2 separate regions of the Mus musculus genome follow, and region 1 is linked to region 2. Evidence: chromatin contacts called from public HiChIP or PLAC-seq data. All regions are on one chromosome and are shown on one strand. The core of a region is the stretch at or near the end of the contact, and the rest is flanking DNA. Distances in the headings are between cores, read along the strand shown.

Region 1 (3,090 bases), core at 208-2,707, 790 kb before region 2:
TAAGTAGTAGGAGGAAATGTGTATGTGTATGTACGTGCATGCTCGGCAGACAGACCTTGAACTTGCCCCTCATAGATGTGAGAGAGGAGGGTGTGACTTTTGCTGGAAGGGCTTAACCCTCTTCTCTACCTTTGTGTGCCCTCCAGGGTAAAAGAATGTGTGGGTGGTGGTGAGACCAGGCAGTGAGTGGAGGGCCTGGGAGATAATGAGATACTGAAGGCTTCGGTGTGTAAAACTCTAGGGATGCGGTCTGCATCTGATACAGAGAGAGCAGGACAGCAGGTTCACTCCAGCCTGAGTACCACTCAGTCTCTGTGGCTATCGTCCAGGGGCATCTGTGATGGGGTCAGAGTTGAAAGGGGAGGGAAAATGTCTGAATGGGCAGGAGGAGAGAGGATGGAAGATGGGCGGGGGAAGAGGAGGGGAAGGAAAGAGAGGTGAAGAGAGAGGGGAATAATAGGTGGGAAAATGATCATTGCTCAGAGCTAAGAATGCACAGTAGCCTTTCCAAGAAGGCTAGGAAAACAGGAGACAGGGATCCTGGAATAAGTGACATTTGGTACAGAAACGCTGTGCCTGCCAACACCTTGAAGTAGCAACACTGGGTGTTGTCTGTGCAGATCCTGAAAGCAAGATCGGTCCCTAAAGCAAACCAGATCTGAGGCATGCCAAACTTGTGTTCTCTACCCATGCGTCTTCTGAAACATCTTCCACAATCATCTCTCCCTGCACTGTGGAGAGGGTGCAGTAGGAAAAGTGCTTGTCTTGCAACCAGGATGATCTGAGTTCAACCTTTAGAATCCCTATTAAAGCAAACAAACAAGCCAAGCAGTGGTGGCGCACGCCTTTGATCCCAGCACTCGGGAGGCAGAGGCAGGCGGATCTCTGAGTTCAAGGCCAGCCTGGTCTACAGAGTGAGTTCCAGGACAGCCAGGGCTTCACAGAGAAACCCTGTCTTGAAACCCTCCCCCACCACCACCACCAAAGAAAAACAAAAACAAACAAGCAAGCCAGTTAGCAAGCTCCCCAAACAACAAACAGCAAACAAACACAGCCAAGTGTCATGATTTTGCTTACAGTCCCTGTGCTGGGAAGGCAGAGGCAGAGGCAGAGGCAGGTGGATCTCTGGGACTTGCAGGTAGTAGATGTCCTAGCATAATCAACAAGCCCCAGGTTCCAGGGTGAACTCGGTGGACAGCTCCCGGGGACTATCTCATGGGTGGACAGCTCCCAGGGGGACTATCTCCTGAGGCTGACAGCTGGTCTGTACAAGATAGGCAGGCATACACCCAGCCCCTCGCTGCTTTCTCTTTGTCTTTCTGCTCCAGTCCCTAGGTAGAGATTCTTTTTTGTGGCTTCTCTTCCAGCTTCCCAGGGCCTCTGAGCAGCATCAGTAAACTGACACTGACATCAGTCCACGGCTGTCTTTGAACTTTCCCTTCAGACGGGCTAGGATGCTTCTTTTGATCGCCCTGGTGGCAAACCCACACAGATCAAATGAATGACCTGCTTTGATCACCCATACCAGTGTGGGAAGACAGACTGACTGACTGACTGAACTCGGCTTTCGCCGTGGCCCAGGAGGCTCACAACAGTTACTGTCTCATTCCTTAACGAACAAAGAGAAGGGTTTCTTTGATGCCCACAATATAATTTTGAAAAGTAGGCATAGATCACCCCGTAAGCTGGAACTTGAGGAGGCAAACTTGTTTGGCAAATGAAAGCAACAGCACGAGCTTGGGGCTGAGGAGGAGATAGTCCAGTCAGTAAAATGCTTGCTGAGCAAGTGGGAGGAGATGGAAGCGAGGGTGGGGCAGGGGGCATATCCTTTAAATCCCAGCACTAGGGAGGTGGAGAGAGACAGATCCCTGAGACTCACTGGCCAGGAAACCTAGCCCAATTGATGAGCCCCAGGTCCTAGTGAGAGACACTTTTTGAAGGAGCAATGTGGTTGGCTCTTGAGAAGTAACATATAAGGTTGACCTCTACCCTCTGTATGTATGCACTATCATGTACACCTGCATACATTTGCATGTGCATGTACACACACACACACACACACACACACACACACACACCAGTGTTAGTGGAGTTGAGGACAAACACAGTTACCAGCACTACAGTGGGCAGGAGCCAGCCTTTAGGGTAGCAGCCGCCACTTGAATCCTGAAGGAAAGCACTTGAGCACAGGGCATTCTGCATCCCCACAGATGAGTATCAACCAAATATGAACTCAAAAAGGTCACCCCAGATGTAAGTAAACATGAGTTATGATAAAAGAGGCATCGGATAAGAGAGAGACATGGAGGAAAATTATATGTATACCTGGATATGCTCAGTATTAAAACTATGAGATGGGATACAAACTAGCGATGATGCATGGAACGCTTAAAGAAACAAAACAGGAATCAGCAACCAACCAACGAGATGCTCCTAAAAATGCCGAGGAACAATTGTGAAAAGTAAACAAACCCTACTCCAAATTTAATTTCTGGACATTGAAAGATGTAACTATTTTTTAAAAGTTAATGAGCAAAAAAAGGACAGATTAGACAGAGATCAAACAAAAGTTAATATGAGAAGAAACATGGTGACAGGCCCACGTGACATGGGGGAGGAGAGGCAACAGACATTAAGCAGGCTGGAGAGGCTGCAGTAAGGAGCCCACACTTCCTCTGAAGGACAAGGGGAAGGTAGGCGTTCTTTAGAGTTGATTGGAAACATCGGTGGATGTAGGGAGCACAGGTCTACCACAGTCCCCAGCTTGTCTCCGAACTTGACCCAGTTAATCTTCACAATGGAACATTGTGGATGGTGGAACAGGAAAGCAGACATTGATCTACAGGGAGCACTTAACTTGACTCCCAGCAGATTCTTGAAACTAGAGGGTACTGAACTAAGTACCACATAAGCGCAGCTTCTCTTGGGCATCATTAGTCTTCGTCTGGAGCCATTACTAAGTAAAGTAAGGGTTTTAACACAGTTGCCACGACATCATAGGGACCTCCCTTCCCATAGCTGGTCACATGCAACATGTTCTGGCAATACTGGGTCACTAAGGCTCTCACAGATACTTCTTCGGCTAGGGCA
Region 2 (2,802 bases), core at 156-2,655:
AATGTGCATAGCTATCTATGTGCATTTGTGTAGTTTAGAGTGGCTTCAAAGGGGCTATGGAGACCGGAGCAGAACCGAAGGGGCTCATAGAAGCCTAGCTGGAAAGTGACTGCAGGGTTAGGAGATCCATCAGAGGCAAGGCTGGCTACAGAGTAAGGATTTGTTAGGCTTCCACATCAAGTGGAGCTGCAGATTCGAGGCCATGGAGCATGGAGGCCACGGACCGCGGAGGGCATCTGCAGGACCACAGGATCATGGGGCAAGATGTAGGAGCATGTCTAGACGAATAAGCAGGACAGAATTTCAGTAGGCCATACCAGGAGTACAGACCATGTTGAGCTAAAAGCCCAAAGACAGTCAGGGGGTCTTCGCCCTTGATGTGAATAGAACACTGGACCACTGACCATCCAATGATAGGTGACGTCCTCTCTGTAAAATCCAGGTGAGGGTTTTACACTTAGTAAGGCTGGTGTGTGTGATGGATTCCCTGGGCCTGGGTTATCTGATGTGGTCTTTTTATTTGTATGTGTGTGTGCGTGTGTGTGTCTATGTGTCTGTGTGTGCCGGTGGGGGATTGGAGGAGTAAGAGGATATGTGCATATGAGTACAGGTGCCCACAGAGGCCAGAAAAGGGCGTCCCATCTCCTGGAGCTGGAGTTTCAGACAATCATGAGCCTCCTTGCTGTAAGAATGCAGTGTTACAATGCAACGCCCCGCAGCCCTTCCTCTTTCAAGACCTCCACAGCCACCCTACTAAAATATTGTGAGTCTCTAGCTAACAGCCTTCTGAGCCCACAGGGTCTTGCACCTGGGAAGTGAGTTTACATCAAAGCGGGTCCTGCAGGCTTGCTCCCCACCCCTTTCCTGCCCCCTGCCTGGGATCTAAACCAGGACTGTGAAACCACCCATCCTCAGAGAGCTATAAAACTATAACCCACCTCGGCCATGTGGGCCCTGACTCCTCCCTACAGATGCTCGCTGCCACCCTGAATGTTTCAGACGATGGGACTTGAAGTATCCTCAGAGACACTCCGCTCCATGCTGTTGTCTGTCTGTCTGTCTGTCTGTAAACCACCTCTTCTAATACACTTCAGGCAGAGCAACAGCAGCAGTCATGTCTGCTGGCCTACTTCAGAACAATAGAAGGAAAGGTCAAAGGTCACAGTGGCCAAAGAGAACTGTGGTAAAAGTTTCCACGGGACCCCCTTGCTCTGGGCACTGAGAGCAATGTCTTTATTGGGAACTTTATCTAACAGTTTGCCTTTAAGTAGTCTCCCCAGGAAGTAATGTTCCCAAAGCGAAGCCCCCTTAGAACCTCTCCCTCTTTGCCTTTCCCTGTCCCCCATCCCCCGACTCAGAGGAAACCTTCCTCTGAAAGGTTCATTTTTCCCCAGAGTGGGAAGAGGTGTGTTGTATATTAACTTCCTCCTAGCTAAAAATTCCCCCGAGGGTGAAGTGGAAGGCTCATGAGATTCAGAAAGTAAACAAATTTCACATGTCTTGGGGAACCTAATGAGAGATCCCAGAGAGCCGTTCCTTAAGCTTATGGAAGCAGTAAGCAGTTAGCTGAGGGATGATGGGGGTGGGGGGAGTAGGTCTGCCTGGGCTGCCAGGAGAAGGGTCTCCCTGTCCTGTGGAGCCGCCCATCAAGCAGAGTGCACCAGGGCTGTAGCTTCCATGGACGAGGTGGGATCTTCAGAGATGCCCAGTTTCTGAACCATTTCTGTCCCGTAAGTCACCCCTGTTAGCATTTTCCTGTTAGGAGCCCCAGGAGAAACTAATCATGATTTCCCCCGCTTGGACTTTGGTCTGCCCTGGGTTCGCTTTCAGGAGGAGTAAATGCGTATTGTCACATCTCCGTAGGAAAGAGTCACATAAGGTGCCATTCTTGCTGCTGCTCCGGGAACCCACAGAAGAGCCTCTAAGGATGCCCAGTTTCCCAGCTGGTGAAGGGAAAATGTTTCAACTATTACAGGATTCCCCTAAAATCTGAAACTCCCCTAAACAGCTCATTAAAGTCAGAAAACAAAGCTGTCGGCTCCTTGGTTTTAAAGCACTTTAAACAACAGGCCAGCTTCTCCCTCTCAGACAGCGGTCCCTGCGTGTCAGGTAAATGTTTACCCACGCAGCAATGCTGGATCTTAATTGCTTTTTTCTGGATCTTTATTCCAATTTTGATGTCTGGTTTTAATCTCTTTATTCCTTTCCCCCCGGGGCTACAATTTCATTCCCCTACCCAAAGAAACCATTGTAGTTTCTGAGATGGAAAGGAGACAGAGGTTGCAGTTAATGCCTAGAGCGTGGTAAGCCCAAAAGACAGGCGATCCTGCTTAGCTGTGCCTTCCCAGGTGAGGACCCTGAGGTACATGGTCCAGCTGGACCATGTGAGGGATGAGGGAGGTTTGTGCATGTATGTTTGTGTGTGTGTGTGTGTATGTATATGCCTATGTATGTGTTTATGTACGTGTGCATTTATGTGTGTGTATGTGTATGTTTGTGCATGTGGGTGTGCATGTGTGTATACATGGGTGTGTTGTGAGTGGTTGTGAGTGTTCATATGTATGTATGTGTGTGTATATGTGTGTATGAGCACATGAATGTGTATATATGGTGCATAAGCATAGCTGCCCATACAGATACATGTGGAGACCAGAGAGGTCTTCCAGTACGTTATCCACCTTATTTTTTAAATGCTTTTTTTATGTACATAGATGTTTTGTGAGCACTTTATGTCTGGTCACCATATGTGTACAGTGCCCACAGAGGCTGTTGTGTCTTATAAAAAGAGAAAGAGAGAGAGAG

The links. HiChIP or PLAC-seq counts read pairs in DNA pulled down with a chosen protein or histone mark.
Region 1: an H3K27ac HiChIP or PLAC-seq map of T-cell acute lymphoblastic leukemia shows a contact between it and region 2, with 9 times the contacts expected there. The contact joins two enhancer-like sites. A contact is called at or near these places in 1 of 39 promoter capture datasets (embryonic stem cells), 7 of 15 datasets of contacts at CTCF or cohesin (CD8 T cells, the NIH/3T3 cell line, embryonic stem cells and 3 more), 154 of 484 Hi-C or Micro-C datasets (the 4T1 cell line, the 63-12 cell line, the AML12 cell line and 87 more), 10 of 115 datasets of contacts at active chromatin or transcription factors (T-cell acute lymphoblastic leukemia, bone marrow-derived dendritic cells, bone marrow-derived macrophages and 6 more) and 2 of 9 other capture datasets (adipose tissue and embryonic stem cells).

The regions. Positions count from the first base shown.
Region 1 is chr13:52,615,693-52,618,782 of GRCm38.p6, reverse strand. All of the region lies in intron 3 of Syk (spleen tyrosine kinase), which reads right to left. Among named protein-coding and RNA genes, the nearest start is that of Syk, 20 kb to the right of the region's middle. Within about 2 kb of position 1,457, at least 18 of the 459 cell types and tissues checked have an H3K27ac peak or open chromatin away from gene starts, as enhancers often do. A contact at or near this core is called in T-cell acute lymphoblastic leukemia, where this site is marked.
Region 2 is chr13:51,822,639-51,825,440 of GRCm38.p6, reverse strand. No RefSeq gene overlaps it. Among named protein-coding and RNA genes, the nearest start is that of Gadd45g, 23 kb to the left of the region's middle. Within about 2 kb of position 1,405, at least 18 of the 459 cell types and tissues checked have an H3K27ac peak or open chromatin away from gene starts, as enhancers often do. A contact at or near this core is called in T-cell acute lymphoblastic leukemia, where this site is marked.